Linked DNA regions of Danio rerio: all the other regions are linked to region 1. A link is a contact called in public Hi-C data. All regions are on one chromosome and are shown on one strand. Each heading gives the region's core, a stretch centred on a gene start, on an enhancer-like site or on the middle of the called end of the contact. The rest is flanking DNA. Distances are from core to core; before and after follow the strand shown. Region 1 holds the start of eif5a2 (eukaryotic translation initiation factor 5A2). Region 2 holds the start of ptbp1a (polypyrimidine tract binding protein 1a). Region 3 overlaps grin3ba (glutamate receptor, ionotropic, N-methyl-D-aspartate 3Ba).

Region 1 (4,141 bases), core at 513-3,012:
ATTTACCTTAAAATGTTTTTTTTTTTTTTTTTTAAACTGCTTTTATTGTAGCCAAAATAAAACATATAAGACTTTCTCTAGAAGAAAAGAATGATCAGACATACTGTGAAAATTTCCTCGCTCTCATTTTGGAAATATTTAAAAACCAAAAAAATGTGTAAAAATTAATGGGGGCTAATAATTCTATTTTTAACTGTATATGACACAAACGAAGATTATACAAAATTTATACATTAAATATTCCATGTGAGTGATATGATACTTGAAATTAACTATTGAAGTGCTGTAACAGCTGAAGTAAATTATTCTAATTATTCAACTACCTAAGCTAGATATCTAAAAAAATAATCTGAAGACGATTTGAAAATATTTTTTGTACATTTGATGCTATTGAAATTCTTGAAGTGTTATATTTAATACATATAGAATAAATAAATAAAAATTGAAAATTCAGTGGTGAGCCCTAAAGCCCTAAATTTGTGTTGTCATTTCATGTGTTTTTCAATTATATATACCATACAAAAGTTTGATTAGTGTCAAAGTACCTGGAAAGCGTCTGCAAATTGCAGTATATTACTATTTACCTAACATTTGATTTAAGGTTGATTAGTGTTTTGAAATGAGTCTCCTCAAATATTTTTTTTAATTATGCAAGAAAGAATATTTACAAACATATAATAAGAACAAAGAGAAAAAGAAGGGTTACATAAATAAAATTCCAGCAAATTAAACAAGTTTAAATGTTTTTCTCCAAGAAAAAGTTTTACATGCAATATATGTATTAGTCTTTTAAGGAGATGATTTATAAATCAAAATACTTTTTGAAAATACAAAGTAAAGTTTTTTTTTTTTTTTTTTTTTTTGAAAATGTACATTTATGGATGTAAAATTTAGCCAGAAAAGCAATAAATTAATAATAAATTTACTATGAGAAGGATCTTAGCTCAGAGAGTAAGCAAAAAATTAATTTTTGGGGGAAATACAAAAGTTTGGAAATGAGAGTTTATTTATGAAATTGGAAAGGTCAACCCAAAACACTTTACAGTAAGTGCACTGCAACAATGAAGGATTTAGTATTTCATAATATTGAGCACAAAATAAGCATTTAGAGGAAATATTGTTATTAAATTTAGCTAGTTTAGTTTTTATTAGGTAACAGTTATACATAATTTTAATTGAGACCTCGATAGCGTTATAAAAATATAAATAAACTTTTTTTTTTTCAGAAGAAGCCAAAACTGTTCCTAATCGATGTTATCAAATATATTATTCCAAGATCTCTTCGAACATTTAAACAGTAAATAGTGTTACGTATGACGTAATCAAAACAGTGATACTTTATATCTTGCCTTTGCCTTAGATGTTTTAGAAATCCTTCTTGGTGCTTAAGAAACAAATAATATCCCATACCATCATTTTGGCAACTGAAACGCAATATTGGCGTTTATTAAACTATAAAGCAAAAAAGAGAAAATGTTGACTAACATACTCTCATTATCCATTTCAGTATTGTCAGGTCAGGAGAAGTTGCCACGTGTTTTCAGTAATAAATGTACTTTTTTATCAAAATATTTTTACAAAATTTCTTTACCAAAACAAATGCTTTGGGGTTTTAATACGATGACTTCAACCTTTGTACAATTTCATGAATGGTTTTGGGTTTCATAATAAGTGTCCCGCTTAAATTTGCCACTGCGCAGCTGAAGCAGTTTCTCCTCGTGCATGTGAAACTCGTTGCAGTAAAGGTGCACGCACGCGCATGCGCAGGTCTCTCCGTCTTTTGTTGGAAGGGAATGACTGGCGTTTTTAATGCTCTCCGCTCCAGCATCGCTACATTTCTAGTCGAATCCTCTGAATAAAGTACAGAGGCCGGATTCAACTCTTGAAGAGGATTTGGTGATTGAAGACGGTGTGCCGAAGCGGTCGATTGTGTGATCAGAGCGTTTGGGTGTGGAGTTGTTTTATTTTTTTCCATGTGTGTCAAGCTGATGCAAAGCTAACGTTAGACGGCCTGACAAAAGTTCTAGGTTCAGATTAACATCTCCGCTTACTTCGTAATAAATGACGGGCCAAAAAATAGGTTTTGTTCTCGAACTAAAGCGACGTTTATAGGTTTTATGAAATAATAAAGATCGTTTCAATGAATCGGGCAACTCCGTAGCGTTAGTTCCGGTTAACTTTGTGTGCCGCTGGAAAGTGAGTCATTCATCCAGCTAAACTCTCTTAGACGACTCGATTCAACGTAAACGAGTTTGTAACGAATAGATTTGTTTATATTTACAAGAACGTTAGTAATTGCGTGTATTTATGCGTGTACTTCGTCAACGTTTTTGTTACGCTAGCCTGTTATAGCTCTTCAGCTAGGTCACATGTGTTAGCCTTCAACTTGCTCTGTTAAATCTATTCAACTTACAAGTTACCGGGCAAATTAATCATTTCTATAAACGCTTTGGTAACGTTAAGCAGCTAACTTAATGTTTTACCTCGCTTGACGAGATAGCCATTATGGTTTTTTTTACGAAAAACGTCGTTGTGGTTAATCCAAGCTAACTTGATAGTCAAAGTTTGTTTTTTTGTTTGTTTGTTTTTTTTTTTTACCTCAATTGTAAACGTTTTGGGAAAACTTGATATTTGTGTTTCACAGAGCAAAGGTGCTACAGGTTTGATACGACACGTGTATGAGCAAACGATGATTCATCCACATTTGAATGAAATCTTCCATTAGGAGCTCTAAAAACGTTCTGTTTTTGTAATTGCACTGTATGGCTTCTTTTCATTTTAAAACATGGTACCTTGGAATACAATGTACAAAAACATTATCTAACTTATGTCGAAGTACTATCATGGCAATACCTTCTGTTCTCCACTACATGTGCCATGTGCTCTTTCATGTGCAAGCACATGCTGGTGATAACACCATGTTTTCTCTGCACAGAAACTTCTTCGATAACCCATCATGGCTGATCTGGATACTGATTTCACCAGTGGAGATGCTGGAGCTTCCCTGACCTTTCCCATGCAGTGCAGTGCCCTGCGGAAGAACGGCTTTGTGGTGCTCAAGGGACGTCCATGCAAAATTGTGGAGATGTCTACCTCCAAGACTGGCAAGCATGGACATGCCAAGGTGTCGTATTAATAAACTTACTGCCAAAAGCTTTTGATCGAAGGCCAAAAGTCATGACCCATGCATATTATCAAACTTGTAATCATTATTAATACTTCATTTCATTGCCAGGTGCACATGGTTGGAATTGACATATTTACTGGAAAGAAAAATGAAGATATCTGTCCCTCCACCCACAACATGGACGTTCCTAACATCAAGAGACAGGATTACCAAGTGAGTTCTAACAAATTTAACAGTTTTTTTTAATTATTATTATTCCACAATGGAAGCATCTACATTTGATTTGCTGTGGCATTTTAAATAATGTGCTTTTTTCTCCCTGCTTTCCTATTGCAAAGTTGGTTGGCATTATCGATGGTTACCTTTCCCTTATGAAGGACAATGGAGACTTGCGTGATGACCTCAAGCTGCCTGAAGGCGATCTGGGCAAAGAAATAGAGAGCAAATTTGAATCTGGAGATGAATTTCTGGTTTGTAACTTTGCTTTCAGATTTATGTCTAACCTGAGCTAATTTTTAAAAAAAAAATTATTGAAGATATACTTAAGATTAAGACCATTTAAATCCTAGCAATCCTTTGTTGAAATAAAAACTGAGCATCTGTTTAAAAAGATGCTTTCATGTGTTTAATTCAAAAGTCATTTACATTCTAGAACTCATAATTTTAAGTTGTAAAGCCCAAATTTTCCCTAAATTTCTAACGCTTCTCTTGGAAATTCACAAAATAGCTGTGGCTTCAGAGGAATTTAATAGCATTAGGTAGTTCATTTATGTAATGTTATATTGCTTAAGCCTGCCTCATTGAAGACTAAAAAACACACCATTTAGATTGGAATTCTAATACTGCATATTCATTAAGATAACCATTATTGATGTACATGTGTATGAACTGCATATTAAATGTGTAAGAAGCAAGGAAACATTAGCTTCATCAACTTTTAATGTTTATTAGTTGACTTAATTCATTTAGCTTATCTATATATTTTTAGATACTTGACAGATACTTTAACAACAA
Region 2 (4,141 bases), core at 1,026-3,525, 450 kb after region 1:
GTGGGCAGTCATGTGAGAGTTGCAGAGAGTGACTTTATTATACGTTTAATCATAATTCTAATTATTCTAAGTGCAGATTGATCGTATATGAAAATAGGTTACTACATTAACGTCAGCAGTGAAAAACAGCCTACTTGTCTCCAGTGTATAACAGTACAGTTTATGATGATAAGAGTTTTTTTTTTAATACAAGATCTGCATGTTACTAGTTTCTTAAAATAAAAAAGATATGTTTTTAATATGTTTTGAACAATAAGACGTTAACATCATCTAAATCAGAACATTTTTAAAAATCACCCCAGGAAGATAATGTTTTTTTTTATTTATTTGTTTTTTTTCAGTTTTGGTGGGGGTGGGTGGGTATTAATGCTCACATCTCTAGAGTAAAGAAAGGAAGGTTTATGAGATTATGCAAGAGCTGAATGTGAGCTACGTCTTGGTAATCTTTGGTGGATTGACCAGATATTTATCTGATCACATTAATAAATTCCTGTGGATGTGCGTATTAGTGGAAGCACAGACACAGGGACGCACATAAGGGGACATGATTATTACACACCCACCAGGGAGTTTCATGTGGGCTTTGAGGGTTCTCCTGTCCTGCTCAACTGCCTCATGTACAAGATGTGTTTTTATCGCTTCAGACAGGTCTAACCTGCTGGTTGACCAGCCTAATTTTAAAGAGGTTTTGGACATTTCATGGCTGGTCTGGTTTTAGCCATTTACAGTCTGTCTTAACTGGTCAGGCTGAGAGACCAGATGAAAACTAGCTTGACAAGACTATCCAAGCTGGGAGACTAGCCAAAACCAGTTTGACCAGCCTATCTAAGCTGAAAAAAAGGAATTATTATAAAACTAACCTGGCAATAGCCAAAACCCCTTTAAAACCAGGCTGGTCGACCAACTGGAAAAAAAAACAACAACCAGTAGGGTAAATTGAAGCCAAGTGTCTTCCTGGTTATGACAGAGTTGTAATGCTGAGATTGGCAATAAGGACTTTGAGTTGGATGTGCAGAAGCTTACTACATAGCACTGGCCTATCAGGATATACAAGGTCAAAGATCTTGACAATCACAGCCTCTCAAGAACGTAAACCCAGAAAGACAAACTCCCACTTTCCTTCAAAACAGTACTGTCTGCGCCCCGTCTCATGATGTGAGGGGAAACTGAATCTTTTTTTATACTTCTGTTGTAATTGCTTAAAGGGACATTCTTTTCATACCTTTTTGTTCTTGTTCGGCTTTTTAAAATCCTCAAATGTGATTTTGTCTGAACTGGGGAAGAATAATAAAATATCACCTGAATACGGGGAAAATGTTCAAGTATGTTCATGAGCATGTGTGTAATCAGCTGGCCAGATAATTGTTTAATTTGTCTATGAATCAAACAATGATATGGCCAGCTGATTGCAGAAATGTCTCAACGATAAAACTGCATGTACGTTTTTATAAAAATTTTAAAGCTGGTTCTTGTCATATTGTTCCAGTTTAATTTAAATCACATTATAATAATTTAACCTTTAACATTAATATTACCTGTTGACATTTTCTCCCTTTTTCAAGGACCCCATAGCAGTTCCTTGTGCCCTCATGATGGTTCCTGGATATCTGACTTTCACACAAAACCTTGTTCAAATTCTTGTCAGCTTAGTCCCTTTATTTATCCGGGGTCGCCACAGCGGAATGAACCGCCAACTTATCCAGCACATTTTTACGCAGCGGATGACCTTCCAGCCTCAACGCATTTCTGGGAAACAAAACCATTCATGTACGATATTTAAAATGTGCTAGAATTGGTCTAATAACCTACTGTATTTTTTTCTAGTGACATATTTGATTATTAAAAGGTCTGATAATATGTGCATTACATATAATAGTATGTCTTTCACAGGCAAACCTACTTTGTTAATATGTCATAATAGTGCTGTCGTTTATCCTATTAAGTTACAGCTTAACAAACCGTCACGTAGGTAGCTTGTGTCTGGTTTACTCTTTGCTCGAGATGTGTTGTTGCTCATGTTGGGTTCAAGCTCAGTTCACTCTTCAACTTCATTTCTCATGGTGGAAACGGAGAAAAGTTTTCGCAAACTTTTTCTGACCGCCTTTCCAGATTGACAGCCCTTCTCTCCAACCCCGTTGTCCAAGAACACGTAAGCTCCCGCCCACACTTGCTCCTCCGGGGTCGAACGACCAATCAAAAAGCGACAATCCCCCCTCCGCCATTTTGTAAGGATATAAGAAATACTAGCAGGTCTACCTCCCGTCTACGACAACCTGTAGTTTTGTGTAGTGCCATGGACGGGTAAGTTGAAAACACCATCATTCCAACTATAATATCTATTAAACACACATTTTTCGTTTGCTCATTGGTTTATATCGGTTATTTAATAAATTAAGCACGGTTTAAGTGTCTTAAATGCCGCAAAGTGAAGTGAAAATGGGGATTTTTGACTCGTCTCTGCCGTTCTTAATGTCTCCCGTGCCGGAAGAGACCAAAAAGTTCAACCAAACTGATCAGCAACCGGTTGCAAGTATAGTTTAGTTAATACGGATTCCTTAAAATACAAGCAAGCGGTTTGTTTTAACCGTACTTGCAAGCTGAAAATGTCCATTTGGGTTTGTATTGTACCGAAGCGGCAGAACAGCCACTATTTGGCAACCAACGTGTCTCAGTTTCCGCATTGTTGTTGGGTGGCTAGCTAATTACCTGCTAGCCTGCTAAAGCGATGCCAGTTCAACTTTAATCCACCTTTGGTCGTATGTATGCACGTTAAATATGTTCCAGGAATTACTAAGTTACTTTGATGCATGTTTAATTGTACGAATACATTAAGTGGTTTGGGTAAGGACGCGGGGAAGATGTCACTCATTGTTCAGAACAGATCTGCGAAAACTTGAATGTTTGATTTATGTAACGTTTTATTCACCTGTAATTACGATGGTATGATTGAGTCCTGCGCATTGCATTATGCTGTTATAAAAGGTAGCTTGCATCCTCAATAGATGTTTTGCTTGAACATGTCATTTTCATTAGTAGACTAGAAAGCGAGTTGTTAGGCAGATTGACAGGCTTCAGCCTACAATGATAAAGTCAAGAAACTTGTCATGAAGTTTAGCGAGTTTTATTTTTATTTGATCAAAATGACAATATGATTTAACCATGAATTTGAGTAAATGACAGTACTTTATGCAAATCCTGTGTTTTTATCTTTTGCAGCCGTTTAGAGACTGATCTGTATCCTCTGGGATCCAGTTACGTCACTGAAATAGAGTAAGTTTAGCATTATGCACATTTGTGTAAACTAGTGTATTTGCTTCAATATCATCTGAGTAAACTTTAAGAATTCAAGATAAGCGGTGAAACCTATTGATGCATGTGATTAGGAGGAAGAGTGGCCAAACAGGCTTGCTTTGTTTTTCAGTTTGCCTTTTATATCAGGTTGCATCCTGAAATTCAACTCCTTGTGCAACCGCCAGTTGTAGTTCCGGCTTGTTCTGTTTTGACAATTTTGGTTTTATTATTCACATTTTGTATTGTTTGTCCAATTGGGCTAAAACCCTTTTCTATAGATCATTGGCAGATGTCAGTCTGTATATCCAACTGTATCTTACTATGGGCTAGTGCACTCACAAGTTTTTGTTTGTGATATGTTGTGCTCTTACCCAACAATTATAAATTTTTTGTGCGTTGCTATTTCACGTTGGCTTGGTGATTTCTATTCAATTTCAACATTTTTTTGTTTTTTTAGGTCAACAAAGTTAACATTTACTTTATCCTTGATGCATATATTTGTTTTGGTTGTTGGCTTTTTTGTATGATTTTTTTTTTAACTTTGTAAAATTTCTTTTTTTTGCACATTGTTATAAAATACAAACTTGGATCAATAACTGTTGCTCAAAAGCATGAATTTGTAAAAGCGATGACGTTAGTTTTTTATTTTATTTTAGTCATTTTTTTTGTAATTTCACATATTCCCAAAACAAAATTACAGAAAATATGTTCTTCTATTACATGATGGCTTTAAGTATTCCGTGTCTCTTTTGCTGAATTCCCGTAAATTGTAATTAAACAATTTAGAGTGTTTTCTAATGTTTGTTTCTTTCTTTCTTTTTTTGTAGCAGTGTCCATGATATAACAGTCG
Region 3 (4,141 bases), core at 1,061-3,560, 300 kb after region 1:
TTTTTTTGTCTGGCTTTCTTAAATATCTCACCTGTTCGCCAAAAATGACTAATGATATCCCTGGCAATGTCTGACACCAGCGCATACATATTGTAATAAACGTGCCAGCCACGAAAGCTTGACAGGAGTAGCAACAATAACTTAGGTGGGCGGGGCTTAGCGAAGCGTCAATTTAGGTTGAGGTTTAATTGTTAGGTACAATATAGGTATGTTAATGTGTCCTATGCACAGCTAGAGTTTTAAAGCCAATGATAAACTTCCGCTAAATGCTTAATGTGACTATTTTCAATTTCACAAGGTTGTTTTTACAGCATCGATGTTGTAATGTAATTACAATACATTCAGTTAAATAGACTTAAGCAATCCTTTAGTTGTTCAAGCGTAAAATGAGATGAAAGACCATTGTAACCGCTAGCACCATCAGTAGCAACAGGCTAGCGCATAAGTGACATTGAAAATACCGGGGTAAACTGTCATATTTTAAAGACATTTCGGGGGAAATGGACTTTAATGTAGTGCTTCTTGTCTGATCTGATACCTACTTCATATTGTATATCTAACAGGCAGTGAAGATCGCTGATTTTTTTTTTTAAATCTGATCTTAAACGTGACAATTTTGTAATGGAAAGACAGTCCACAGGAAGCCCTTAGTCTGTCTGGCTGAAAATGAAAAGTCAGTGTGCATACAGCTCATACTGTGTGAATTGAGATGGAATAGGGTTAAGACTTGGGTCAGGTTTTGTTTTATGGTATTATAAAATAGTTAATTATTATAATAGTAATGATTTGTATTAGAAAATTGTAAACTATTTTTATTAGAAATGCAATATAAAAAAATTGCAAAGTAAATACACTGCTCAAAAAAATAAAGGGAACACTTAAACAACACAATATAGCTCTTAATCAATCATACTTCTGTGAAATAAAACCACTAAGCTTTGGTTGCACTACACTTTTCATCCCATAGACTTCCATTCATATGCATGTGAATGCGACAGACAGGAGACGCAAGCTCATGCAACAAGTTTCACAGTGCGATACTTTGGAAAGTTCAATCTTGGTAAACTCTGACCTGCGAAATCAGTAATGTAAAAAATGGTCCAATCACTCACACTTATTAATGTCTTATCATCTTGTTAAATCACAGCCCTTTTTGCTGCACCATACAACAGAATTTCACAAGCTCAAACTCTAGTGTGAAGACGGCTATAGGAAGCAGCACTGATTGACAACAGTTTCACATGCTGTGGTGTAAATGGAATCGGCAACAGGTGAAAATTATGCAATTAGCAAGACACTCCTAGTAATGGAGTGGTTCTACAGGTGGTGACTCAGACCACTTCTCAGTTCCTATGCTTTCTGGCTGATGTTTTTGCACCTCATCAAGAGCATGCCCAGGCGTTGTAGGGAGGCCAAACACACTACTGAGTCTCCTTTTGACTTGTTTTAAAGACATTACATCAAAGTTGTTGTTTTTCCACTTTAATTTTCAGTCTGACTATAATATAATATAATATAATATAATATAATATAATATAATATAATATAATATAATATAATGTAATGTAATGTAATGTAATATAATAAAATAAGATATAATACAATATAATATAATATTATATAATGCAATAAAATATAATAAAATATGATATAATATAATATAATATAATATAGTAAAATATAATATAATATAGTATAATAAAATATATCATGATATAATATAATATAATATAATATAATATAATATAATATAATATAATATAATATAATATAATTTAATAAAATATAGTAAAATATAATATAATATAATATAGTATAATAAAATATAATATGATATGATATAATATAATATAATGCAATAAAATATAATAAAATATAATATGGTATAATATAATATAATATAATATAATATAATATAATATAATATAATATAATATAATATAATATAATATAATATAATATAATATAATAAACAATCTAATAATTCTGACTTAAACTGACTTGAATATATATAATGGCTTACTTTGTGCTTACTGATAGTAAATTCATTTGTAATTTGTATTCAAAATGTAATCATTTTTATTTATTCATTATTATTACGCACATACCAAAATTAAGAAATCCATAACTAATCTTTTTAACATGTGGAATCTTAGAGTAGAGCATTGACACATTATTGTAATGAAATCTGAGCAGCCAGCCTGGAGTGCAGTGAACACTTCATCTGGCCTTGGCATGTACAGTACGTATATGCATGCGTGTGCTTTTAGCCACTATCGCCTCCGATAACACTCTCTTGGGAAATGACATCATGATAAAGGGCTGTAGCCAATTCTCTTATGTGGTGAGAATGAACACACAGGCACACAGACTGCGGTCTCAGTGTGTGCATCTTATATAGCATTACAGTGTCACATATGAGCGACAGGAAGTGGAACATGAAGTCAGCATGACTTAAATTTCAATTATAATGGTGATACTTTATAAAATTCTGATTAGTTCTAGTCAGCAGGACTCCTTCTCCCTCCACATCAAAGATATTGCTGGGGAATGATGGATTTCTTTGTGTATGTTGGGGATTTTAAAACCCGGCGGGGGAAATAACCAAGGGTCAGGTCTATAATGCCTGGAGAAAGCTAACCGGCGGGATTCACATTTAAGAAGAAAAAAAAGAGCGCTGGTAAAAACCATCTACTATAAAATGAAATGAAGTATTATTGTGATTTATACATTGCTTACACAAAAGATCTATTGCATCATCCGCTACTTTCAAATGGCTATCAATAGTAGCCGGCGGAGTTAAACCCTCAGTGCTTGGTCAGGCTGGTCTTATATATATCCAAGGGGTGAAGTTTTTTGCCTCAGTACAGCCCTGTTAATATTCCCAGCTAGTACACTCTTTTAAAAAAAAATGAAAGAAAAAGATTATTGAAAATTCTATTTCAGGCTTTCTGCTTCCAAATGTCATGTGTTACTTTGTTTCTTTCTAATTACTTGTGACATGTACTTGTAATTTCGGAGAGCAACATCATCTCAGTGAAAATTGTTCATTTTCTTCTATTATTGGCAGTACACTGTCTATATCTTATATAAATCTTGTACATCTTTTGATCTAGCTATAGGCCTATATATTTTTTTTCATTTATTTTTTAACATAAATGTTCGTATGCTCAGCAAGGTTCTTTGATAGGGATCAAAGGTTGTTGAGCTTGCAATTTAAAATAACATTTTTGTTTCGATTTTAAAGTTTTTTCAGCATCATTACTCCAGTCTTTATGATCTTTTGCAACATTGAATTAGCTGATAAGCTGCCCATTAAATATTTTTTATTTTATATTTTTTATACATTTTTTAATAGTTGCAATATCACAATTCACCATTACTTGCCTTCATGTTGATTCAAAATCATAAGACTTTTGTTTACCATGGAAGAAAATGAACCTATCTTTTTATGGATTCTGAGCGATTAAAACCAGAACTCTGTAAATTAAAAATATTCATAATCAAAATAAATAAATAAATACATAAACAAATAAATAAATGAACCAATGAATTATTAAATGAACAAACAAACAATAAATAAATAAATAAATAAATAGATAAATAGATAAATAAATAAAAATCCACATGAATTGAAATTATAATCAAAGTCTTCTGAAAAGGCATGGTTTGGTGGACAGACTTCATTCCCTATATGAAAATAGACATTCATTAAACATGCATTAAAATGTAGTCACAGGAGCTCAAATGTGCTTTCTTGGTATCTCTAACTCCAGCACTTGACACGATTCTACATTATATATATTAAAATTACATTTTTAAAGTTGAAATTAACTCAGAAAGATTTAACATCAAAATTTTAACTCCCCAGTTTTTGCTGTGTACACAACAACCAATGAGGTTCATTCCTGCATGTTAATTGGCATTTTTTAACTTGCCCAAGAAACAACAAAGTTTGTTCATGCACACCAAGGAGGTGCCAATCATTCATTTTCTTGTCGGCTTAGTCCCTTTATTAATCCGGGGTCGCCACAGCGGAATGAACCACCAACTCATCCAGCAAGTTTTTACGCAGTGGATGCCCTTCCAGCCGCAACCCATCTCTGGGAAACATCCACACTCACATTCACACCCACACTCA

The links. A called contact is a pair of places that touch in the nucleus more often than the background predicts.
Region 2: a contact with region 1 is called in a Hi-C map of hematopoietic stem cells, with 2.6 times the contacts expected there. The contact joins the promoter of ptbp1a here to the promoter of eif5a2 in region 1. A contact is called at or near these places in 3 of 18 Hi-C or Micro-C datasets (caudal fin, hematopoietic stem cells and an unstated tissue) and 1 of 4 datasets of contacts at active chromatin or transcription factors (embryo).
Region 3: a contact with region 1 is called in a Hi-C map of embryo, with 2.4 times the contacts expected there. The contact joins the enhancer-like site here to the promoter of eif5a2 in region 1. A contact is called at or near these places in 2 of 18 Hi-C or Micro-C datasets (caudal fin and embryo) and 1 of 4 datasets of contacts at active chromatin or transcription factors (embryo).

The regions. Positions count from the first base shown.
Region 1 is chr2:29,175,238-29,179,378 of GRCz12tu, forward strand. It overlaps eif5a2 (eukaryotic translation initiation factor 5A2), which reads left to right and starts at 1,763. Exons shown (of 5, transcript NM_213262.1): 1 at 1,763-1,948; 2 at 2,936-3,124; 3 at 3,236-3,340; 4 at 3,466-3,597. The coding sequence starts at 2,957. It overlaps slc2a2 (solute carrier family 2 member 2), which reads left to right. Exons shown (of 11, transcript NM_001042721.1): 11 at 1-449.
Region 2 is chr2:29,624,943-29,629,083 of GRCz12tu, forward strand. It overlaps ptbp1a (polypyrimidine tract binding protein 1a), which reads left to right and starts at 2,276. Exons shown (of 16, transcript NM_001020477.1): 1 at 2,276-2,301; 2 at 3,217-3,270; 3 at 4,119-4,141. The coding sequence starts at 2,294. It overlaps LOC137487469 (a long non-coding RNA gene), which reads right to left and starts at 2,065. Exons shown (of 7, transcript XR_011006066.2): 1 at 1,901-2,065; 2 at 1,536-1,746; 3 at 1,223-1,274.
Region 3 is chr2:29,479,576-29,483,716 of GRCz12tu, forward strand. The region is part of intron 6 of grin3ba (glutamate receptor, ionotropic, N-methyl-D-aspartate 3Ba); the gene reads left to right. Among named protein-coding and RNA genes, the nearest start is that of plppr3a, 36 kb to the right of the region's middle. Within about 2 kb of position 2,311, at least 3 of the 62 cell types and tissues checked have an H3K27ac peak or open chromatin away from gene starts, as enhancers often do.